Linked DNA regions of Sus scrofa: region 2 is linked to region 1. Evidence: chromatin contacts called from public Hi-C data. All regions are on one chromosome and are shown on one strand. Each heading gives the region's core, a stretch centred on a gene start, on an enhancer-like site or on the middle of the called end of the contact. The rest is flanking DNA. Distances are from core to core; before and after follow the strand shown.

Region 1 (6,489 bases), core at 2,203-4,702:
CCCGGGAGGCCTCTTTATCTCCTTAGGGCCACTAATCTTTGCCCTAAACCGACAAGACTCTCATTGTCATCCTTATCGGTCTGCTCAGAGGACTAAACTGTTGGGCGGTGGCCGGGCGGGTGGCCCCAGAGGCAGAGCAGAGGGAGGTGACCTCTGGGTGGCTTCCAGCAGCCCCCACCCGGAGCGGTCCGAGCCGGAGCGGAGCGCTGACGCCAGCCCTCGGCAGGGCCGGTGACAGGCGGGAGGCTGGGGTCCAGCCCCTGAGATGGTCCCACCCCGTCCTCTCTCTCAGGGCCGCAGGCGTGGCGGGAGCTGTCTCCCCCTCCTGATGTCCCGCCCAGGAGGTGGTCACACAGTCCCCCACCCCACCTCCTGTCCACCCAGAGCCCTCGGGGGCCTGGGACCGGGGTCCGGGCTGGGGGCTGGGCCAGTTCTTCCCCTCACTCGGGCGGGGCCCCGTCAGGCCAGAGCCTCCCCTTGCAAAATGGCGAGGGGGTGCGTCCCCACCTTGTCTTGGGACAAGGACGTTTGTGAAAAGTCCGAAGGAAGACCCAGGTGCACGTTAAGAACCCCGAGGTGAGCACGTGTCTCCCCACCTCTGAATGGGGGGGCTCTGACAGGCCGCTGCCCTCCCCACCCACGACTGTTCAGTGCCACCGGCCAGGGCGACTGTCTTGTCCGGCCCCAGGCCTTGGCCACGTAGGTGGGTTCCCGCAGGGCCCACGGTCCGAGGTGCAGGAGAGCTTGCTCTGGGGTAGAGGAACCGCGGGCCCCCACCCCACGTGCAGCCCCTCGTCTCCGCTGTCCTCAGCCTCCAAAGAGTGGCCCTCCCGTGTTCTTCCCTCGAGGGGCGGCCAGCACGTGGGTCTGGGCCCCTCGCTGTGCTGCGTCCTTCCTGGAAGCCCAGGCTTTCGGGGCCGAGGCCAGTCCCATGGGATACGTGTGCTGACTTGAGTGCATTTGTTTCTTTTTCATTCCATGGCAATTATATAATCTATCCCTTCCAATATTTTGTTTTATTTCTTTAGGGCCGCACTCACGGCATAGGAGGTTCCCAGACCAGAGTTACAGCTGCTGGCCTACACCACAGCCACAGCAACGTGGGACCCAAGCCACATCTGTGACCTGCACCACAGCTCACGGCAGTGCTGGATCCCTGACCCTCTGAGCAAGGCCAGGATCGAACCCACATCCTCATGGGTACTAGTCGGGTTTGCTACCGCTGAGCCACCATGGGAACTCCCCCTTTCAAGGTTTTATAATCCTCCGTGTCTCAAAGGCAAACAGCGTGTGAGATGCATTGTTTCCTCTTTGATCTCCGAGGACAGTGATTTGTCTAATGGCTTCTGATTTCCCCTCTGTAGGTATTAAACCTTTCAGAAAAGAGGTATGACCTTACGAAGCTTAACCCAAAGGTAGGGACCTTCGCCTTTATATTCTGAGTTTTGTTAAATGTCATGATGCTTATCCTGCTTGTGCAGAAAGGGTTTGTTGCAAATCTTTGTGGGATCTGACTTAATGAGGGGTATTAGGAACTGTTCAAATCCATGGCTGATTTTTCTTAATTGAAATTTTTTTTTTTAGTTTGAAATAGTTTTAAATTTATAGGAAATTGAAGAAATAATACCCCTGACCCAGTCTTCCCCAGAGGTAACATCTTGTATAACTTGCAATAAAGTATTAATGCCAGGAATTTGACCTTATTACAATCCACAGACTGCATGCAGCTTCCACTGAGTTTGCGTGTAGCAGCTGTGTGTGTGCATGTGTGTGTGCGCGCGTGCGATGTGTGTGTGTGAGATGTGTGCCATCTCATTCCTTGTAGATTTGTGTCACCAGCACCACAGTCAAATCCAGACCATTTTCACCTCAAAGGTCTCCCTCCTGCCACTTCGGTACAGCCACGCGCCACCCTACCGTCCATTATTATTTTATTTCTGTGGTGGGCCCTGGAGCACGTGGAAGTTCCACGGCCAGGGACTGAATAGAAGCTACAGCTGCCACCTGTATGTACCACAGCTGCAGCAACAGTGGATCCTTAACCCACTGCATTGGGCTGGGGATCAAACCTGAGCCTCTGCAGTGACTGGAGCCGCAGCAGTTGGGTCCTTAACCTGAAGTACCACAGTGCGAACTCCCCATTCTTCTTCTTTTTTTTTTTCTTTCCTTTTTTTTTTTTTTTTAAGGACCACACCCAAGGCATACGGAAGTTCCCAGGCTAGAGGTTGAATCGGAGCTGCAGCTGCTGACCTACACCACAGCCACAGCAACGCCAGATCCCAGCCAGGTCTGTGACCTACACCACAGTTCACAGCAATGTGGGATCCTCAACCCACTGAGTGAGGCCGGGGATTGGACCCACATCCTCATGGATACTAGTCGGGTTCTTAACCCGCCGAACCACAACGGGAACTCCCCCTGTTATTCTTTTTAAATAGCAAAGATTTAGGGGGAAATTTTTAAGATTGACGAAGTTACAGTATATTATATAATATATACAGGTATATGTGTTCCATATGGTGAAATATTTTGCAGCCACTAGAATATGTAAATAGGAGGAGGATGAATTGCCTGTTTTAATGCAGTCTAGACTTTGTGTATAATAGTACTTCACCTATGCCCAGTGTACACGGAAAAACAATGTAAGGTAGTGGCCTTTAGGTCTGAGTGGCAGAAGGGGTGTGTGCCTCTCCCTGCTTCTGGCAGTTTTTGGAATCTTCCCATCATTTTACACAATTTCTGTTGCTTTTGTAATCAGGCAGAGTTCTGTGTCTCTGCCCCGCTTAAAAAAGAAGCTAAGCAGAAGTCACAGCCCTGCACGTCGGCAGGTTCAGAGCCGGGCGTGTGTGAGTCAGGTGGCTCAGAGGGGCTGGTTTTTTGCATACAGACCTGCTGGGTTTCTTGTCACGTGGTGATGACTTTCTTTGTTCCTGAATTGCACCCTGGGCTTGAAGGCCTTCCTGGCAGGTTCCTCTCCTGCAGGAGTGACACTGTGTAGGCGTCTCCAGCTCCCAAGTTACCCGCCCGCATGGCCTGTGGAGGAACGGCTCACTGCACTTTCCCAAACTGCGATTTTAGTCTGCGGGGAGGAATTTTGGCAGCAGCTCCGGCCAAGAACTCCTGTTTCAGATCTTGCCAGGCCTGGGCCTCTCCGCGTGAGCCCTGCCCCATGAGTGGCTCCCGAAAGCCCTTTCTAGAATTGTCATTCCAGCTGCAGAAAAGCAGATAAGACGCGGAGTGGATGTCTCCTGGGGAAACATAATCCTTCATATTTTCCTTTCCAGTAAAGGAGGCTGGCCACAGTTCCCCTGAAGTTTTAGAAAAGGAACATGCCCCCCTAGTCTTTACTCTAAAATGGAATATTTTGGGAAACTGAGCAGACCGTCGTGAGGCGGCTTCCTGGGGCTTCTGAGATGGGAAGCAGGCAGCTCCTTCTCTCTCTGTCCCTGCAGACCCTGGACGTGGGCTGGCCCGAGCTGCACGCGCCGCCCCTGGATAAGGTGTGTACCATTTGCAAGGCGCAGGAGGCCTGGCTGAACAGCGACCCCCAGCACGTGGTTGTCATTCACTGCAGGGTAAGTGCCCACTTGGGAGCCGGGGGGACCACCTTGTCTCTCTTAACAGCTTCTATAGGGGGGTGTGGTTAGGTTTTCACACTTAGGGGAAAAAAAAAAGTCATCCAGCCTCCCAGGGTCTGGCTGCAGATGGTATTGGAAGGTCTCTGAATACAAAGCTGCAAATGTAGTGTTGACTGGAAAAAAACAAAACAAAAAACCCCCAGCACAACCTGACGTGGAGAGTTAGGTTTTACTTGGCGGATGTTCTGAGGCCTCCAAGCCTGGGACACAGCATCTCAGCGCACCCTGAGAAACTGTTCCAAAGAGGCAAGAAGGGGAGCCAGGATTACAGAAGTTTTTATAACCAAAGACCAGGTAGGGGGAACATGGAAGGATTACTGTTAGTGAAAGAAAAGCAGAGATCTCAGAGGAATGAAATTTGTGCTTTTCTGAGTGTGGGACGACGCGGAGTCTGGGCTCACTGAAATCATTCCGTCTCTGGGGCCAGTCTCCTGCTCTTCTCATCCTGAGTCTCCCCAGGGGGCACCTTGGGGTGTGTGTGTGTTGGGGGGGGAACACCTGGGGGAGGGTGTGTGTGTGTGTGTGTGTGTCTGCAGCAACTGACCGCTAGATGGCAGGCGTTCTTCGTTCCCATCCTGAGTTCCCTTGGGGCTTGCCGTGGGGGCCGCTGTAACGTGCTGGCTTGATGGCTGCCACATTTTTGGTTTACTGATAGATACGACAGTCACCATTTTAAGGTACCCAGGAGTGAATCCTTTCATTTTCATGCATTTTCATTTTTCAAGGAAAGCCTTTTTAACAAGTAACGAGGAGGAGTGCCCATTGTGGCTCCGCGGAAACAAATCTGATGAGGACACGGGTTCGATCCCTGGCCTTGCTCAGTGGGTTAAGGATCCTGCATTGCTGTGAGCTGTGATTTAGGTCATAGATGCAGCGCGGATCTGGCATTGCTGTGGCTGTGGTGTAGGCTGGCAACTGTAGCTCCAGTTTGACCCCTGGCCTGGGAACTTCCAAATGCCTTGGGCCTGAGCCTAGAAAAGCAAAAAAAGCGGAGAAAGTAAAGAGGAGCCGTTAAGGTAACCACGGCAGTGATCACGTTAGGCTAGTCCATTGACTCGCACTTGCGAGCAGGATGCTGCTGCAGCAATGTTATGGTCCTTGCCAAGCAGGCCAGCCTGATGGGGACGTGACAAGTCCACTCTTAAAGGGTGGCCAGGGCCGGCTGTGGGGACGGCAGGGCGATGTCCCAGCTGCACAGACACCTTTTGCATGATGTAAATTAAAGTAAATGAACCTTCCTTGAGTTTTCAGACTTTCTGTGGAGTTTCCTGCAGGGGCACTAAGGTCTGGCCCCTGAGTGAGGAGGGTGGACGCGGCTGGTGCAGTTCAAAGCTCCCGCAATGGGGACAGGTGACGGTCACTCAACCTGGAGGAAAAGCCACTGGGTGCACACAAAGGGGATTTGCTGCTCTCCACTTTTCTTATTTATTCTCTTATTTATTTTCTTATTTATTCTCTGCTTTTCTTATTTATTCGTCTAACTTGATTGCATATTCTCCCGCTAACAGCCGGGCAGTCCTGTTACTTCTCTTATTATGAAGTTAACTTTTATTCAAGGGTTGCGTTATATTATGGAGCTTCTCGCCGCGTTTGTGTTTTGATGCAAACGTAAAGAAAGAGACTCTTTTCTTTTCTTTTTTAAAACAATTATTGTTAAAACTGTTTTTCATTGGGTTTGACACGTGGATTTTTTTTTTTCCTTTTTCACCGCACGTGTGGCATATGGAGGTTCCCAGGCCAGGGATTGAATCTGAGCCACAGCTTTAACCCACACTGCAGCTGCAGCAGCGCCGGATCCTTAACCCACTGCCAGGCTGGGGCTGGGGATTGAACCCGTGCCTCCGTATCCACCAAGCTGCTGCGGTCGGATTCTTAACCCACTGTGTCACAGCGAGAGCTCTGGCCTGATGATTTTAACACGGTCAGGATGCTACTGATGGGCCATTGTTGCCTAAGATTCCTTCGCAAGCCTTTGAAGCTGTGTTCCCTAACCTGGGCAGAGAGCAGCTGCACAGGGAGAAACAGCAGCCTGCGGTCAGACTGGCTCCCAGCTGCGTCTCCAGAGGATTCTGGTCCCTGGCCCTTGAGACGACGCACCCCTTTCCCATACAGTCCATTTTTGTTGTTCGTTTTTTTTTTTTTTTTTTGATTCTGATATTGATTTATTAAAATTTTTTTTTCATCTTTTAAAGTTTTATTGAGTTCCCATTGTGGTGCCGTGGATTACAAACCCGACTGGTATCCATGAGGATGTGGGTTTGATCCCTGGCCTCACTCAGTGAGTTGAGGATCCAGCGTTGCCCTGAGCTGTGGTGTAGGTTGCAGACTCGCCTCTGATCTGGCTTTGTTGTGGCTGTGGTGTAGGCCGGCAGCTGTCGCTCTGATTTGACCCTTAGCCTGGGAACTTCCCTATGCCGTGTGGGTGTGGCCCTAAAAAGCAAAAAAAAAAAAAAAAACAGTTGATTTACAATGTTGTGATAGTTTGTGCTGCACAACACAGGGATTCAGCTGTGCGTGTCAAAGGTCCACGTTTTTAGTGAAGCGATTATAATACATATTACTTACAACATCTGGGTCCCAAGTGATGAACTTGCCTCGTCGAGGTCTCCAAACACATCCTTTTCCGAAACTCTACGTTGCTCTCTGGACAAGCCTTGTGAATGGGGTTAACCAAAAACATGCTGGAACTTCCTGGAAGCGATTTGTTCCTCTCTGACACTTATTCAGACGGCTGAGAACTCTGTCCGAGATGTTCCAGAAACCATGCCCCGAGGAGGAAGCGCTCCTGTAATTTCAATTTACAGATGTGGACATGTGGGGAAGTTCATCCCAGTGGCAGAAGGGGTGAGAC
Region 2 (6,489 bases), core at 2,639-5,138, 130 kb after region 1:
AAGTCAGAGAGAGAAAGAAAAATGTCATATGATACCACTTACATGTGGAATCCAATAAAAAAGTGATAAAGGAGTTCCCTTTGGAGCTTAGTGGAAATGAATTCGACTAGCATCCACGAGGATGCAATTTTGATCCCTGTCCACGGTCAGTGGGTTAAGGATCCAGCGTTGCCTGAGCTGTGCTGTAGGTTGCAGACATGACTCGGATCCTGTGTGGCTGTGGCTGTGGCTGTGGCGTAGCTGGCAGCTGTAAGCTCCAATTCAACCCCTAGCCTGGGAACTTCCATATGCCCCAGGTGCAGCTCTAAAAACAAACAAAGGGCCAAAAAAAAGATACAAAAGAATTATTTATAAAACTGAAACAGACCCACAGATCTCGAAACCAATCTTATGGTTACCCTACATGAAACCATTTTGGGGGAGGGAAGAATTGGGAGGGCGGGCATCGCATATACCCACTGCTGTATAAAATAGAGGATTACCAAGAGCCTACTGTATAGCACAGAGAAATCTACTCAATAGTTTGTAATAACCTATATGGGAAAAAGGAATGGACACATTTATATGTATGAATGATTCACTTGCCTGTGTACGTGAGACGAATGCAACATTGTAAATCAACTACGCTCCCAGAAATTCTTTTTCCCCATATATTTTTTTAAAGTATCAATCCACTGGAAAGACACGTGGATCCTAAATGGACACTTCATCAAACACATGAAGCTGGTTGAGCTCAAACAGGCAAATCCACAAGTAGAGCGGGGATTCAGTGTGCCCTTCAGCATCTGCTAGAACTACTACGGACAGAAAATCAGAGGGGGTGTGGAAAGCCTGGACAAGGCAAAGCAGCCACAGGTCCTGATGGATCCCGAACCCCACTCAACGGCAAGATACATATTTCTTCAAGCACCTGTGGACCTTTCAGCAAGTAGACCTCCAAAAAGCGGAGGGCGGATCCTGAGAAAGGGCAAGGGTCCTCTCCAGGGGGGCTTCGGGGTTTCGCAGACATTGGCTGAATGCCTACTGTTTGCCAAGAGCAGGGCCACCGCCTGCCACTTAGCTCTGGTTTATTGGTCCATGTGCCTCTCTGCTGAAGAGCCCAGGAAATCTCCCCCCCGCCCCGCGCCCTCCCCAGCACAAACGGGAGTGGGCCCGGGTGGGAGTGTGCTTGCTGAATCTGGGCCAGATCCCCCCAAGAGGCATGGGTTGATCCTCAGCCAGGAGCCATGGAAGCTGGCATCTGGTTACCTTGCTCAAGATGGAGCAGCCGCTTCCAGACAGGGTGGAGATGAGGTGATTTTAACTGCCGGCAAGCTGGCGGATGGCTGTTTCCACTTCCAGATAATGAAGCTCAGGCTTGGAAAAGTTTAGGTACCTGAACACAGACCTGGCTGCCTTTTTTTTTTTTTTTTTTTTTTTGCCAGGCAGCATGGGAGGCTGTGAGAACCCAGCCGTCAATCCTAGAGCGTATATCCTCCCTGTGGCCCTGAGAGGCTGTCCTTTCACACCCTTGCCCAGTGAGCAATCTCTCTCCTGCACTTGGCCTTCCATTTGCACAGGAAGAGTCCAGCTGAACAGAGCCACAGTCTCCGAGGATTTGCGCTGAATACGGTGGTGGCTGAGACCATCGTGGGCAGCATCGCCCCCTGGTGGCAGCAGAGTTTACTACAGCAGGCAAAACAGACCTTGCGGGTCTCTGTTGGCTGCTAAGCAGCGGGGAGAGAGCCGGCGAATGAAATGGAATAAACTGAGTTGTCTTGATGTGGGGCGTGGGGAAGCCGCAGCCGTGTTGTCTGGCTTCAAAGACTGGGTCTGTCGCTTACTCACTCTGTGACTTTGACAAGCTACTTGACCAGACCAATTTTCTCCTTTGTCAGATGGGACCAGAAGTAGTGCTTCCGTGACAAGGGCGTTCTGAGAACCACAGGAGTGAATCCACGCACACAGGTTATAAAAGTACCTATAGGGAATTGGCACTTAGTTATTTCTAGCTATATTTATCTTTTTTTTTTGTTTGTTTTTTGTTTTTTTTTGTCTTTCGTCTTTTTGTTGTTGTTGCTATTTCTTGGGCCGCTCCCTCGGCATATGGAGATTCCCAGGCTAGGGGTCCAATCGGAGCTTTGGCCACCGGCCTACGCCAGAGCCACAGCAACGCGGGATCCGAGCCGCGTCTGCAACCTACACCACAGCTCACGGCAACGCCGGATCGTTAACCCACTGAGCAAGGGCAGGGACCGAACCCGCCACCTCATGGTTCCTAGTCGGATTCGTTAACCACTGCGCCACGACGGGAACTCCTAGATTTATCTTTAAAAAATATATAATTAAGGAGGTCCCGTCGCGGCACAGCGGATTCAAATCTGACTAGGAACCATGAGGTTGCAGGTTCAATCCCTGGCCTTGCTCAGTGGGTTAAGGATCCGGTGGTGTAGGTCGCAGACATGGCTTGGATCCAGCGTTGCTGTGGCTGTGGTGTAGGCCGGTAGCTGTAGCTCTGATTGGACCCCTAGCCTGGGAACCTCCATATGCTGCGGGGGCAGCCATCAAAAGACATATATATATATATATATATGTATATAATTAAGAGTTCCTGCTGTGGCTCAGAGGGTTAAGAACTCGACTAGTATCCACAAGGTTGCAGGTTCAATCCCTGGCCTCACTCAGTGGGTTGAGGATCCAGCATTGCTGTGAGCTGTGTTACAGCTTGCAGATGTGGCTCGCTTCTGGTGTTGTCTGTGGCTGTGGTGTAGGCTGGCAGCTGCAGCTCCGATTCTACCCCTAGCCTGGGAACCTCCATATGCCACACGTACAATAATAAAAAGGAAAAGGGAAAAAAAAAACTCATGGAGCTGTACACCAGTAAGACAAGGATTTCATTGTATGTAAAGGTAAAAATAAATACAAAATATTAGGCCACATTTCTGGATGGCGGCCCAGTGCGTTTTCTGAGCAATATTAATCCTTAAACTTTATTGAGCATTTACTCTGTGCTGGGCATTATCTCACACACGCCTCCAAACAACCGACTAGAGTGATTTTTAAGAGGGACGCCCTGCTGCAGGGCTGAGAAAACCGATGGCAGCTGGGGGACAAATTTGCCGGCAGAACCAGATCATCCCGGAGGATGAGGTTAAGAGCCTGAGCACAGCCCGACTTCAGCCCTCCCTCCTCCTCCCCTTTCTCTCCCTCAGGCTTTTGGGGCAGCCTAACCCAGGGAGGTGGCCAGGCCCGGGTATAAGATAAGGGGCACATTCTTTGTACAAACACAGAGAAACGTGGAAGGAAGTCAGGAGAATTGCTGACCTCTCTTCGTGCTCCCAGGAGCAAGGGCTTTGCGGGGCTAAACTCACTGCTGGGGGAAGATGCCTTCCCTTCCTGGCTTTGCAGCAGCAGACCAGAGGGGACTGTGTCCCCCGGCTCGGAGGCTGCATCCTGGCCCATCTTCCTCCTCCCCCCCCCCCCCCCCCCCGCCACCACTGGGGCCAGTGATTTTGGAAGAGGGGGACTGCGCTATGGAGTACTGTGAGTGTGTGTGCGCGCAGGTGTGTGTGCAGGTGTGTGTGTGTGCTTGTTTGCTAATGTGGCTTGGAGGTCCTTATCAACCTCAAACCGCAGTGACCACCAGCAACAGGCACCAAAGAGTTTCAGCGCCGTCTGTGTTCAGCGGCCAGCAGGGACCACACTGGGTCACCGGGACTCCAGGACCTTCCTGCTGCCCAGCAAGGGTGGCAGGAGTGGCTAACAGAGCCTGCAGCTCACAAGGACCGGGATTGCGGGGTTGAAGTCACGTTAATGCTGTGGATTTAGAGAAAGTGGGCGGTGCCTTTGCAGAATTTGAAATTCCCATTGGCTCCTGGGAATTGGTAGACTGCCGCCCACTGTTCACCTGCCCAACGGCTGCCCGCGGACGCTTTCCTATCACTGCTGTCATGTGTGGAAGCACAAGCACTGTGGAAGGAAGGCTTTAGAGGAAAACACAGAATGGTAACTGTAGTTGTGCCAGAGTGTGTGTGTGGAGGGGGTATCCCCCCTTTTGTATTTTCAGAAATGGCTCGAATGCTGAAATCTTTTATATTATGGAAAACGCCTTAGTAAGCGCTCCGGGCAGGGTCTGCGCAGGGCTCCGGAGTGGCCGGCAGGGGGCGCGCGCCCCGCGGGACTTGCGCGGAGCGGAGGAGGAGGGATCCTCGCGGAGAACGGAGGCTGGGCCCGGGGCTGGGGGCGGACGAGATCGGTGGACCGGTGGGGGCTCGCGGACCGCCCACTGGGTCCTGAGCCAGGCTGGGTGCTCCAGAACTTTCCCGGGAGGGGATGGGGGCGCCAGCAGGGACCCCGGGCCGGAAAACGGGATGCTGGTGGAGGTGGCTTCATCCGGAATAGACGGGAACCCCAAGAAGGCTGCCCTGCGCCCCCCGCCCCATCTGAACCCGGCGCGCACCTGCTCGGCCAGGCGAGAAAGTGGCGGGGGTCTTCCAGAGCTTTCTGGGTGCTGGGGAACTTTGCACGATTAACTTGTGGGCTTGCACAGAGCGTCTCCGTCCCACGCGGGGAGGGGACCTGCTGCCAGACACGCGAGGCCAGGCTGCTGGGGACCCTGCTCAGTCCTGGAGGGCTCTCACACACACACGCTCCCCAGCTCCGCAGAAATGGGGGAAAAAAGGCTATTTCCCAAGCAGAGGCTGTCTCAGGGACTGGGTACCTGACCCCAGACCCCAGCTGGCCGAGGGACCGTGAACCTCTCCACCTGGAATCCGAGGAGACATGGTGCCAGTGACTCATTCCAAGACAGGAATAGGATTAACTATTATCTACAACCTTATTACCCTTAAAATTGACCTGGCTTCCCTTATTGGTCCAGCCCCAGGCTGTCTTTGTCCCCACACCGGAGGGCCCACTGCAGTCTTCGTCCTTCTGCCTGAATCCCCGCCCCCCCAACCCCAGGACCAGGAGGCGTCCCTTGGCTGGTACTACTCAGGGTCCTGCCAGACATGCTTCCAGACCCCTCTGCGCCTGCTCTGGGTCAGGTGCTGGGGATGCAAGGAGGATCTCACCCCGCCCCCAGGTCCAGCGATGGAAGCACGGACACTGGTGACTCAGGGCGATGGGCGTCCCTCCTGGTCAGTCCCGTCTTCTGGAAATGTCCTTATTGAGAGCTGGGCTTCTCGTCCTCCCGCCTCTCACCTGCTCCTGCATCTTTGACGTCTTCATCTCGCTGTGCTGTCTTTCCTTGTTTTCCTGTCCTTCCACCCTCTCTTAAGTGGAGCCTGGTCCGCGCCTTCATTTCATGACCTCTGCTCTGTTTTCACCCAATGTCTGTCTGACAGTCTGAGAGTCTGAGTCTGTTCTCCGTTCCATCTGGTCCTGTCTTAGGGATGCTGATTTTTCCCCTAAACCCTTGGTCCTTTCAGACTCCCCAGCTCCATTGCTTCCTGACCTCTGCTTCCTGGGGTGTGGTCTTGTAGCCAAAAAGTGGCCTCTGCACACTGACACCAATTAAGTCTTGGAGACAGAGGGTTGGGGGAAGCCGAAAGAACAGCTTTATTGCTTTGCCAGGCAAAGGAGGCCACGGCAGGCTGACGCCTCAAAGCTGTGTCCTGACTTGAGAGGGGACAGCAAGGGGTCTTATAAGTTTAGCTTGGACGACAGTGTTATTGATTGAGGTGTCTCCGGAGATCATTTTGGAGCCGTCAAGTCTGGCAGCAGCCAGCCTGGTGATGGTGAAACCGACAGCACCGATGACGTGCACTCAGTCAGAACCCAGCTTGGGACTTGAACCCAGGTGCCTGGACTCGAACCCAGCCAGAAGCCAGATTGGGAGCCGAATCTGCAGTTTTTAAACTAGAATCCCTCACCCCGTGTCTGGACTTACCGAGGTTCAGGTTCTTTGTGTCTCAGTGCAGAAGGAATTTAGTGAGAGACAAAGGGATAGGCAAGAAATAGATTTATTAAGATGGGATGCTTGTGAGAGATGCAAGCGGACAGGCGAGGAGGCTCTGTCCTGAGAGTCGGGTGGGCTACAGTTTTATCACCCCAGGGGAGTGGGGCTGGGAAAAGTCCGCCTCTTCCTCTTTCTTCCAGGAGCAGCTCCTCCTTGGTATCCGGTAAGAGAGTATCTGACCCTCTAAGGTCAAAGGAGGACTGTCACGGTGCTTCTTCAAATCAGCAGAAGGGTGCTCCTTAAACTCCTGCCCTTGGTCTGACCTTGAATGCAGGCCTCACCCCATCCCCCACCAATGACCAGAGGCCTCTCTCGAGCCTCCACTGGTCAAGCAAGCCTGCCTCCTTCTGATACCCCCCTCCCCCACAGTGATCGCCAACCCACAGGGATCTCCCGGGGGCCCCAGGCACCCCCTCCATCCATGGTCCCCCCGTGGGACCCCCACAGCCACCCGTGCAACTACCCTGCTCCATCCCTATCCACGATTTTTGGTTATCTTCGGGGTTATTGTTCCTCTCACTTTTCCTCTGGAAAGAAGATTTTGCTTTACA

Evidence for each region. A called contact is a pair of places that touch in the nucleus more often than the background predicts.
Region 2: a Hi-C map of embryonic fibroblasts shows a contact between it and region 1, with 2.4 times the contacts expected there. The contact joins two enhancer-like sites. A contact is called at or near these places in 1 of 5 promoter capture datasets (liver) and 14 of 47 Hi-C or Micro-C datasets (alveolar macrophages, brain, embryonic fibroblasts and 10 more).

Annotation. Positions count from the first base shown.
Region 1 is chr18:49,070,214-49,076,702 of Sscrofa11.1, forward strand. It overlaps TNS3 (tensin-3), which reads left to right. Exons shown (of 31, transcript XM_021079356.1): 7 at 1,365-1,415; 8 at 3,453-3,575. Among named protein-coding and RNA genes, the nearest start is that of TNS3, 110 kb to the left of the region's middle. Within about 2 kb of position 3,453, at least 9 of the 83 cell types and tissues checked have an H3K27ac peak or open chromatin away from gene starts, as enhancers often do.
Region 2 is chr18:49,198,288-49,204,776 of Sscrofa11.1, forward strand. No RefSeq gene overlaps it. Among named protein-coding and RNA genes, the nearest start is that of TNS3, 240 kb to the left of the region's middle. Within about 2 kb of position 3,889, at least 13 of the 83 cell types and tissues checked have an H3K27ac peak or open chromatin away from gene starts, as enhancers often do.